Regions from separate parts of the Arabidopsis thaliana genome. Here region 1 is linked to region 2. The links are chromatin contacts, called in public capture Hi-C maps. All regions are on one chromosome and are shown on one strand. Each heading gives the region's core, a stretch centred on a gene start, on an enhancer-like site or on the middle of the called end of the contact. The rest is flanking DNA. Distances are from core to core; before and after follow the strand shown.

The links. Capture Hi-C pulls out chosen DNA fragments and counts their contacts.
Region 1: a contact with region 2 is called in a capture Hi-C map of seedling, with 2.0 times the contacts expected there. The contact joins the promoter of AT4G04190 here to the promoter of FIB in region 2. A contact is called at or near these places in 3 of 26 Hi-C or Micro-C datasets (callus, seedling and shoot), 1 of 2 datasets of contacts at active chromatin or transcription factors (seedling) and 1 of 3 other capture datasets (seedling).

The regions. Positions count from the first base shown.
Region 1 is chr4:2,022,243-2,027,867 of TAIR10.1, forward strand. AT4G04190 reads left to right here and starts at 2,227. Exons shown (of 7, transcript NM_116657.4): 1 at 2,227-2,468; 2 at 2,575-2,637; 3 at 2,938-3,087; 4 at 3,177-3,250; 5 at 3,363-3,481; 6 at 3,643-3,726; 7 at 3,968-4,275. The coding sequence starts at 2,631. The coding sequence ends at 4,088. AT4G04180 (P-loop containing nucleoside triphosphate hydrolases superfamily protein) reads left to right here. Exons shown (of 14, transcript NM_001340474.1): 7 at 1-78; 8 at 164-207; 9 at 293-424; 10 at 521-598; 11 at 690-772; 12 at 861-983; 13 at 1,120-1,180; 14 at 1,261-1,750. The coding sequence ends at 1,431. AT4G04200 (Microsomal signal peptidase 25 kDa subunit (SPC25)) reads left to right here and starts at 4,923. Exons shown (of 5, transcript NM_116658.4): 1 at 4,923-5,024; 2 at 5,101-5,210; 3 at 5,458-5,572. The coding sequence starts at 4,923.
Region 2 is chr4:1,929,245-1,934,435 of TAIR10.1, forward strand. FIB (fibrillin) reads left to right here and starts at 2,639. Exons shown (of 3, transcript NM_116640.5): 1 at 2,639-3,362; 2 at 3,705-3,900; 3 at 3,988-4,706. The coding sequence starts at 2,917. The coding sequence ends at 4,302. It overlaps AT4G04025 (transcription repressor), which reads right to left. Exons shown (of 2, transcript NM_001340472.1): 1 at 4,850-5,191; 2 at 4,765-4,779. The coding sequence ends at 4,765. It also overlaps the pseudogene AT4G04010.

The sequences.
Region 1 (5,625 bases), core at 977-3,476, 93 kb after region 2:
ATGATGATATTGTACGTGGTACACGGTCCAAATTTGAATCCAACAGACCTCGGGCTGTTCTATTTGAGGGTCCACCAGGTTAGCACAAGAAGAGTGCATTTACAATTTCGTCGTTCTCTGTAGAAACAAATTTGAATCTGATGTCCATAAACTCTAACCATAGGAACTGGGAAGACATCTTGTGCGCGTGTTATTGCTAATCAGGCGGTGAGTAGTCGATAACTTGCAAACCCTTTTTGACCTTTCAATTTTTTTGGAATCTGGAGCTCTAACGTTTTGCGATATTTGTCAGGGCATACCATTGTTGTATGTGCCGCTTGAAGCTGTAATGTCTAAGTACTATGGTGAAAGCGAGCGTCTTCTTGGGGCTGTGTTTTCTCAAGCAAATGAGCTCCCTGATGGTGCGATTATATTTCTTGATGAGGTGAAGAAAATATTACTCCTTTTATATTGTTGTCTGACTTTTCCTTTCAAAATTTGACTATGTTCAAAATTTCTACTTGTCTAACTCACAATCCAGATTGATGCATTTGCTATCTCTCGTGATAGTGAGATGCATGAAGCAACGCGTAGAGTTTTGTCGGTACTACTAAGGCAGGTAACACATTCAAAATTGCCAATATCACATATCCACGAGATGAGAGACTAGTTATTACCAGTCTGATGAATCTGCTTCTATGTTTTTGCAGATTGATGGATTTGAACAAGAAAAAAAAGTGGTTGTGATTGCTGCAACCAATAGAAAACAAGATCTTGATCCCGCTTTGATCAGGTAAGCAATTAAACATTTCAAACCCAGTTCAATTCGTGGCTGCAGTATCCTGATCAGTGTCCTATGTTTTTCATCTGTGTATCTTTAGCCGGTTCGATTCCATGATCATGTTTGACTTACCGGATTTACAAACTCGTCAAGAAATCATCGCTCAATACGCAAAACAACTCTCAAAGCCTGAACTAGTCCAGCTTGCTCAAGCCACAGAAGCGTAAAGTTTCCAACTTTCCTTTACCATATCAAACTAAAGTTCGAAACTTTTTATTTGATCAACTTCAAGGCCACCCGATCTTTCTATTCCTGATTAATTTGTGATGAATCCATATTGACTTTTGATGGTTACGCAGAATGTCAGGCAGAGATATTCGAGATGTATGTCAAGGAGCAGAACGAACATGGGCTTCAAAGGTTAAAACGGAATTTCGTCTTCTACACATGGCTAAATGTTACACCAACTGCAGATCATTAACCTTTATATTGTTGGACAGTTGATTCGTCGAGCAAAAGCCGGTGGAGAAGAACAAAAGATCACTCTTCCTCCAATACAAGAGTACTTGGAAAGCGCTGAAGCTCGGCGCAAATCTCTTCGTAGTGTCACGGAGCAGAAGGAACAGAAATTTGCTGCTCGCTCCAAGAAACCTCTGCTTGATTTTGAGTGACAATATTCATCTAGCAAACAATACTTACGGAGGATTAACTTACTTACACAGACAGTAGGAAGTTTCTTCTGTTCTGTGAATTTGACTTGTCAATATCAAAGCCTGAAGATGTTGTAAAAATTACAGTTCATAATATATGAAAGTACTAGGCGTTTGGGTACCCATTCGGGTTTGGATCGGGTATTTCGGATTTTGGGGTTTTCGGATTTAGAGGTAGAACCCATTCGGGTAATTCTTGATTTCGGGTTCAGATCGGATTCGGATCAGATATTTCGGGTTCGGATTCGGATTACTTGAAGTTCTCAAAAATTAAATTTTTATAACCAAATCGATCCAAACTACTTGAAAATAAACAAAATATCTAAAAACGTTGAACATTTTTTACCCAAATTTACTTAAAAAGTATATTAAAAACCTAAAAATATTTTAAATATTCAAAAATTCACATATTTTGACACTTAGATTATTACAAATATAAATATTTATAGATATTATTACTATGCATTTAAACTATAGATATGTTTGGATACCCGTTCGGATATCGGTTTGGATCTGATTCGGTTTCAGATTTTAGGGTTTTGAAGTATAAACCTGTTCGGATATTTTAAAATTTCAGATTCAAATTCCGATCGGGAGCTCGGATTCGAATATTATGGCCAGCCCTAAACGACGTCGTGTTTGAAGATTTAGACTTGAAAGCGAAGAAACAAAATATACCTCTTTTAAACAACACTATATGTAAGAAACCCAACTGGAACATGGTGGGACCTACTAGAGACAATACTCGTGTTACTACCGTCAGATGCTTTTAGATATTGTCGTCTATCCTGCGGTCGAGATTTCGTGTAATTTCAAAGCTAATACCGTGATCCATGATCTAGTAGTAACACTGAGAAGAGGGACTGTGTTTTTAATCGGCTGCGTCGGATCATTTCCTGTTGTTATCAAATTTTTCTAATCCGTATTCGCTAGTTGCTTTCTGCTTGTTCACGCGTTGAATCTCCTCGTACTTTGCGGAATTCAGATTTCTCGAACGGGTATGTACTTGTTATGCCTAGAAACTGTTCGATGAAATGCCTAACTGAGAATGTTTTTACAATTTCTCTCTGTTTGATGTATCTTTTTTTATAAATGAATGTTCAGGGTTTACAAGTTTGGTTTGTTCTTCAGTTCTTGAAGTGATTTGATACGGAGCAGTCATGGATGGTGAGTGAATGATTCTTGTGCAATTGTGATTTTGTTTTTGCTTCAAGGAAGGCCCTTTCTTCACTTATCTTTGGGAATTGGTGAATTAGATGTAGAAACTTAGGAAAATGCTATAAAGCTTTGTTCTTTGCTATTGTTTTGTATGATGTAAAACTTCTTAGTATAACTTGTTAAAATCCCAATCTGCATTACCATCAATGCGTAGAAATTGCTTGGAAAATTTAAATTGAGGTTGCATGGTTTTTGAATCCTAAGACCATTTTTTGAGAACTGTAACATTGGTGATTTCAAAATATTCAGTTGATTCACAACCAATGATGGAGGAGACTATACTGGTCGGTGATGACCTAATGACGGGTCCTCCATCTCCTGTTATCCCTCCTGAAATTGCTTCACATGTGCTTGAAGGTGTTGATTTGTGCGATGGGATTTTGAGGAATCTATTCCTGTGTATGTCTATGTATCCTCGGTTTGGTTTATAATTCTACCCTTACTTCTGTCAGTGAGTAGAATTGTTTTTTTTTTTTTTCTTGTTTTAGGTTTGCAAATCAATGATATTGAACCATTTTGCCAAGATGAGCTTGCATTGTATCGACAATGTGCTGAAAAGAGGGTAATTGTTGTTTAGCCATCGGCTCGGATTATAGTTATATAAAGCTTTTCATTCTCATATCATATCCACATCCATTTCCTTGACTTTTCTTGTTCTTCTATCCTTTTTGTAGGACAAAATATTGAGAGTTAGACTTCAAGAGAGCGAACACAAGTTAGGATTGTCTATGCCCATTGAACTCGCTAAGGAAAGGATTACGCAGCTTGAAGCTGAAGCCACATCTTTTGAGAGGTACTCTTTCTTAACAATGCAGTTATATTTTGTTTTGGATTTTCTTTACATGAAGAGTTTGTGCTACCATGTAATCATGTATATCTACAGATGTTCACAAATCGAAACTATGTTCTTAAATCCAAATGTTCACTAAAACAGTTCATTTGTTTTATAATCAGGCACTTGATTCTAGCAAGTGGAGCTGAAGGAATAGAAGGATTTCGCCGGAGATGGAGTTTACACGGTCGGATGACGGATACCAAGTACTGTAACAAAACCTAACCTTATAAAACAACCAATGCTCATAATATAATATCATGGAATTAATATGCTGCATGATAGTAGATGAACCCATCATAGTCCTTCCCAAATGCTGCGTACATAAATCTGATTTTTAGCATTATCGAAAGTGAAGCCTATAAACCCTTTGTGCTACAGTCTGTATTACTTTGGTTTGTTTCTTAGCTTAAAGCTAATTGTTTTTATTGTGTGTGGATGTCACAGAAAAAGACTGGAGTCACTGAAGCAGGGAATGGAGAACAGGAACAAGGTTGAACATGAACATAACCAACACCATGATCAGTCCCCAAAACCTTCTGCTCCAAAAAGATGGTTCTTTTGGTGATTTCCATATTGAATCATGTTTTGGATCATAAAAGGTTCATAATCATTACACTTATGGTGCAGCAATGTAACCACTTTTAGCTATTAAAAGTAACATTAAAAATCTAAAAAGTTTTATCTTCTCCATTAAATTCGCTCTTAGTCTTTACAAATGTCAAATTGAGTAATCAATTTCTTTCGGTAATAATAGGGATGTGCATTTTAACTAAACCAAACCGATCCAAACCAAACCCAAGTTTAGATTCAAACCATTCGGTTATGTTTCTTCTCAACCCAAATGGTTCGGTTCGGTTTGGTATTAAACAAACCGAATTGACAACCCAATATATTTATTTAATTAATTAATTAATAATATTGTATATTACTAAATATGAAATAGTTTGCACTTTTAATTTCTTTTCATGGTTTTTTTGAATTATTAAAACTTTTGCTTAAGTTAACTATTATCAAATTCAAAGTTCAAACAATAATGTACGGTTACAATGATTAGTTTTTTAAAACCGAATTAAAACCAAACCGAAGAAGCCAAACGGAACCAAACCCGAACATAGATTGATCCAAACCCAAACCAAACCATACTAACCTCGGTTGAGTTTGATTAGAATTTTACAAAACCCAAATAAATCGAACCGAATCGAACACAAACGGGACCAGAAATTAAACAGAAATGCCGAACCGAACTTAATAATTTCTTGTTTTTTCTGAAGCCCATTTGAGGCCCAATATCTCCCTCTACGAAACGACATCGTTCTTACCGAAAACGTCTGCTATATCTGACAGTATCTAGCACTCTGCAAGAGAAACTTCGAAGATTTTGATATTGTAACGATCCGCCATGGAAGAGAAGAAGACAGAATCCGCGACTAAGAACGTTAAAAAGGTTAACTTGTTAGACCACATCGCAATCAAACACCTCCTTGATGAATCCGTCTCCGATGTAAGTCATAAACACATCAATCAATCCCCACAATTTCGTTCTCGATATCAAAGTTTTGTCCTTTATCGCTGTGTAGATCGTTACGAGCAGAGGGTACAAGGAGGATGTGAGATTAAGCAACGTCAAATTTCTGTTAGGAGGGATTATAATCGTGGTTGCTCTTGTTGCTCAATTCTACAACAAGAAGTTTCCTGAGAACAGAGACTTTTTGATCTGCTGCATCGGATTATATCCTTTTGATTCCCATTTGATTTGCTAGGGTTAAGATGAAATTGAATTGAATTTGATAATTGTTTCCTTGTGTATGGCTTGATTGGTTTGTGTTGTGTGCATTAGATTTTGAGATACTATAATGTCTATTAGGTATGAATGTTATGTATAATCAGAGAAATTTCTCAAAGTCTTTATCTTTTGGATATAATTTTTGAATAAGATGTGGGATTTGTTTGCTTCTTGACTTTGGCAAGTATGTGGTGTTGACTGCGGTAATGCAGCTGATTCTGTACATTAAGGAGAAGAACGCTATCTTGTTCACCTATCCTCTTGAGGTTTGTTCTCTTGACTGCTTAGAAAATGTGGTTAGGTTGTGTGCTTTTGGGCT
Region 2 (5,191 bases), core at 1,389-3,888:
AATCATGTTTAACACTTTTAAAAGCTTTTAAAATCCCTTATAAATCATTCAATGTCACTTACTTATGCTTTAAAAACGATTGTAAACCATGCAGACACTTTTAAAATCCCTTGTAAATCATTCTATGACACTTACTTATGCTTTAAAAACAATTGTAAATCATGTTTAACCCTTCTAAAAGCTTTTAAAATCCCTTGTAAATCATTCTATTCAACTTACTTATGCTTAAAAAACGATTGTAAATCATGTTTAACCCCTTAGAAAAGGTTTTAAAATCCCTTGTAAATCATTCTATTCAACTTACTTATGCTTAAAAAACGATTGTAAATCATGTTTAACCCTTAGAAAAGATTTTAAAATCCCTTGTAAATTATTCTATCCCACTTACTTATGTTTTAAAATCGATTGTAAACCATGCAAACACTTCTAAAATCCCTTGTAAATCGTTTTAAGACACTTACTTATGCTTTTAAAATCCCATGTAAACGTGTTTAACACTTCTTTAAGCTTTTAAAATCCCTTGTAAATTATTCTATGTTAGTTACTTATGCCTAAAAACGGTTGTAAACCATGCATACCCTTTTTAAAATCCCTTGTAAATCATTATCTGCCACTAACTTATGCTTCTTAAATAATTGTTAATGAAGTAAACCCCTTTTAAAAGCTTTTAAAATCCCTTGTAAATTATCTATAACACTTACTTATGTTTTAAAAATGATTGTAAACTACGCAAACAGTTATGCAAATGCCTTGTAAATCATTCTACGACAGTTAATTAAGCTTTAAAAACGATTGTAAAACTTTATTACCTGTTGTGAGATAGAACTCTCTCAAGGAGAAACAGATAGGTTGAGAATCAACTCTAAACCAAAGAGTTGATCCTTTTGTTTTCACTCTCTGCTGCATGAGATAGTGAAAGATTTTCCCAGAAAATCTGATTCCCTTCTTAGCCTTCATTTTTGGTCCCAATTCAACTAGAAGACCAAGAAACGAACTTCTAATCTTCTGAAATAAACACTCGCCTAAAGCTTCCTCTACTTTACTAACTAAATTCCAATCCAAGTATTGTTGAACGGTTCCCAGTGCAATAGATTCCTCACCTTCTCTGTAGATCTGTTCAGGCAATGTAAGGATTTCACTCTCTGAATCCATCTGCAAAACATGTTATGAAACATCGTCAGATCTACTATAAAATCGACTATAAAATCGATTATAAAAACGGTTACCGTCGGATCTATCGATATCTCTGGGGATTGTTTGCGTCGTAGAGAAATGATCTGAATCCGTCAGCGAAGAACAGATTTATCGGAGAGGAAATTCGTCAGCGATTTTGGGGTTTCTCGGAGAGAAAATTTGTCGGCGATTTTGAGTGAAATCGGAGAGGAAATTCGTTGGCGATTTTGAGTGAAATCGGAGAGGAAATTCGTCGGCAATTTTGAGTGAAATCGGAGAGGAAATTCGCCGGCGATTTTGAGTGAAATCGGATAGGAAAATTCGTTGGCCAAAACGAAGAAGTTTGTGCCAAAACGAATTGTATTGTGAAACGAATGTGAAACCTAATCATTCAGTAAGGGTAAGACAGTCATTTGCCATATTAGAAAGGGTAGTTTTAAAAATGGCCTTCAGGAAAGGACATTTTTACAAAAGGTTATTAGAATAAGGGCAGTTTTGCAAATCTCCCAATTAAATATTAAAGTATTTTGAATCAATGGCATTTTTGTAATTAATCTAAACCGGAAGGATATTTTTTGGTTTATATTTTATTTCTCTTTCCTATTTACGTAAATAACATATTTTTATGTATAAATTCTTAATATTCTGTTTATCCATGTATATATTTTTAACTCACCCTATAGTTTTCTAAGTAATTTAAGTATTTTGGTTACATTTGGTTATATTTTGGTAAAATATAACTAATATATTTTTGGATAAACTAATCAGGCATCTCGGTTAGATTTAGGTATAGATGAGTAAAAAACTCGAACTCGACCTGAACCCAAAAATATTTTGAGTATTTTTGATTATTTTTCAATTCTTACTAAAATAACTAAATCGATCCAAACTCAAACCAAAACCGAACCAAAATTTTAGAATACATGAATGGTTTTTAACTTCATACCTAAATAGATCCGATACTCAAAAAAAAAAAGAACCGAACAGATATGAGTACCCGAATATCTACACCTGCCCAGTATTATTATTATTATTTTTTTTGAACAAACACCGGTACTATTATTTTACCAGCTAATTTTTCTCCCTTTAAGAACGTTTTGGACCTATTGGTCTATTGGATACAAAACTATTGTATTCATTTTAAATTTTTAATGGGTCTTCTTTGTTAATAAAGGCCCATTAAATATACTATCCAGGCCCATTTAGTCCAACTACTTATTACACTGTTGATTAATCGCCGTTTAGATATTTTGCATTGGAGAGAATCTTCACCGTTCAGAAAACTGAAGATCGAAGATCACCAAAACCGGCCAAAAAGTATAGTACACGTCCGAAGATTCTAGATCCATCATGCCATTTGCATTGCATGGCCTAACTCTCGTAGAAAACCCAAACAAATTCTCCCCCACACAAATAATGGGACAAAAACCAAATTAAACCAAATTGTTTCCCTATTGAAGAAAATAAAATCTTCCACAAATTTTATGAATTTTTCATAAAGTCGGCAACTTCACACGAGTCCAGGTCGATTCTTAAAACAATGATCTTTAACCATCCACGTGTCAAAATCCCACCTTAGCTTACCTCATTTGTTCTATTCCAAATACCTATTCTATCCCTTGGATCTTGACTTATATGTTCATAAGAAAGTGTACCAGATAAGGGTATATACGTCATTTACAGTCCAGCTCAACGGTTATAAAATCCTAATTCGTGAGGTTTCTCTGAAGAACAAACACAAAAATGGCGACGGTACCATTGTTCACCCAGTTTCCCTGCAAAACCCTAAATCCAAGCTCATCAAACACTAAACACCAATCGAAATCTCCGATCCTACTACCGATTAACTCAATAAATCGGCGATCGGAGATTGGAGTCTCTGTTCATCGGCCAGATTTCAAAATCCGAGCGACGGACATCGACGACGAATGGGGTCAAGATGGAGTGGAGAGAGTATTTGCCTCATCTTCAACCGTATCGGTAGCAGATAAAGCAATCGAATCCGTGGAGGAGACGGAGAGGCTAAAGAGATCACTAGCGGATTCGTTGTACGGAACAGATCGAGGTTTAAGCGTATCGAGTGATACGAGAGCTGAGATCAGCGAGCTCATCACACAGCTCGAGTCTAAGAACCCTACTCCAGCTCCTAACGAAGCTCTGTTTCTCCTCAACGGCAAATGGATCCTCGCGTAAGTACTTTTAGTTCTGATACTCTCCTAGGCACGGCATGTAATATTAGTTTTGTCCCAAACATTACTCAAACCGGTGATCTCTAAGCTTCGTCTAGGATCTTTACCAATTAAGTTAATGATACTTTAAACTTACCGGTGGAAGTTTAATTTCCCGGTGAAAACTGTTTAGTTCCGTTATGAATGATTTGATTTTGATAGTGAAAAGCAAGTTGTGGTTACAAAGAAGATTTAATTATGAATTTGGATTATGATTCTGTGTGTAGTTATGAGCCTTCGTTTATTTTTAGCCGTTATTGTTATGAATCAAGAACTTAGTTTTTAAGTGTTTATCTCGTGAAGCTACACGTCGTTCGTGGGGTTGTTCCCATTGCTCTCACGAAGAATTGAACCGTTGGTTAAAGTGGATGAGATCTCACAAACCATTGATTCCGATAGCTTCACCGTTCAAAACTCTGTCCGGTTCGCTGGTCCGTTTTCCACAACGTCGTTTAGCACCAACGCTAAGTTTGAAATCCGAAGTCCTAAACGTGTCCAGGTAAATCAAGAATCATCCCCTAAAACCACAAATGGCAAATGCTAATGTTACATAACCTAATTGTTTTTTTTGTTTTGTTTGTTGTAGATTAAGTTCGAGCAAGGTGTTATAGGGACTCCTCAGCTAACGGATTCGATTGAAATACCGGAATCCGTGGAGGTTCTTGGTCAGAAAATCGATCTCAATCCCATTAAAGGTTTACTTACATCAGTCCAAGACACTGCTTCTTCAGTGGCTAGAACCATTTCAAACCAACCACCATTGAAGTTTTCTCTGCCTAGTGACAACACGCAGTCGTGGCTGCTCACAACTTATCTCGACAAGGACCTTCGGATCTCGAGAGGCGATGGTGGAAGCGTCTATGTGCTCATCAAAGAAGGAAGCTCTCTCTTAAACCCTTAAATCATCATAACTCTCATCACATCCATAGTAACATATATACAAGTATAGACCCATCTGTCTATGTTTACTAGTGTTGTAACTGTTATATAGCTTCTTTACCTGTTGGAGAGTTATAAACTTATAATGGATGTTACTCTTGGTATACTGTACTACAATACATATACATAACTACATACTTGAACAGGCCAGTTATGGGTTTGCAACAGCAACACTTAGCATTGGTTCAAATTTGGTATACTAGGAGGGTTTGCATTCTGTATGGCATTCGGTTTTCCGGTTTAGTTTCAGTTCGAACTTTTGACTCGGATTGGATCAGGTTGTCAGCATTTTGGTCTGGTTTGAGTTTACAAAGGGGATACCAAATTGAAACCAAAATTTGTATCTAGTTCTGTAATTTTAATTTCAGTTATTTTTGGTTTATGAATGGTGGTAAATCTATTTATTACTTAGAAAACCGGTTTGTTACAAACCAGGTATCTTACACAAACATTTGAAAGAAACAACTGATCTTTGTTCACTCTTAGCTACGAAACAAATCAGCACAAACCTCGTAAAAGATCTCGAGAATGGCAGACCGATATTCGCGAGGATTCATCGATAGATAGTACTCCAAGAGGCTTCTAAGTTCATCTGCTTCTTTGATCTTGTTTGCTACAATCATCTCAACCATAGAGTCTCTAAAATCCTTTCTTGGATCAAAAGAACATTTCTCCATCGCCATCATGACAATGAACTTAGTGCTACTGATACTACCCTCACTTCTTCTTCTTCTTCTTCTCATCTTTTGTTGTCTTATCTTCTCTTGATGTGTGGCTTCTTGTGTCTCTCTGATCATCTGCTCTAGCTTCTCCTGAACCATGTAGTGTGCTAGACTAGAGAGCGAACCGTG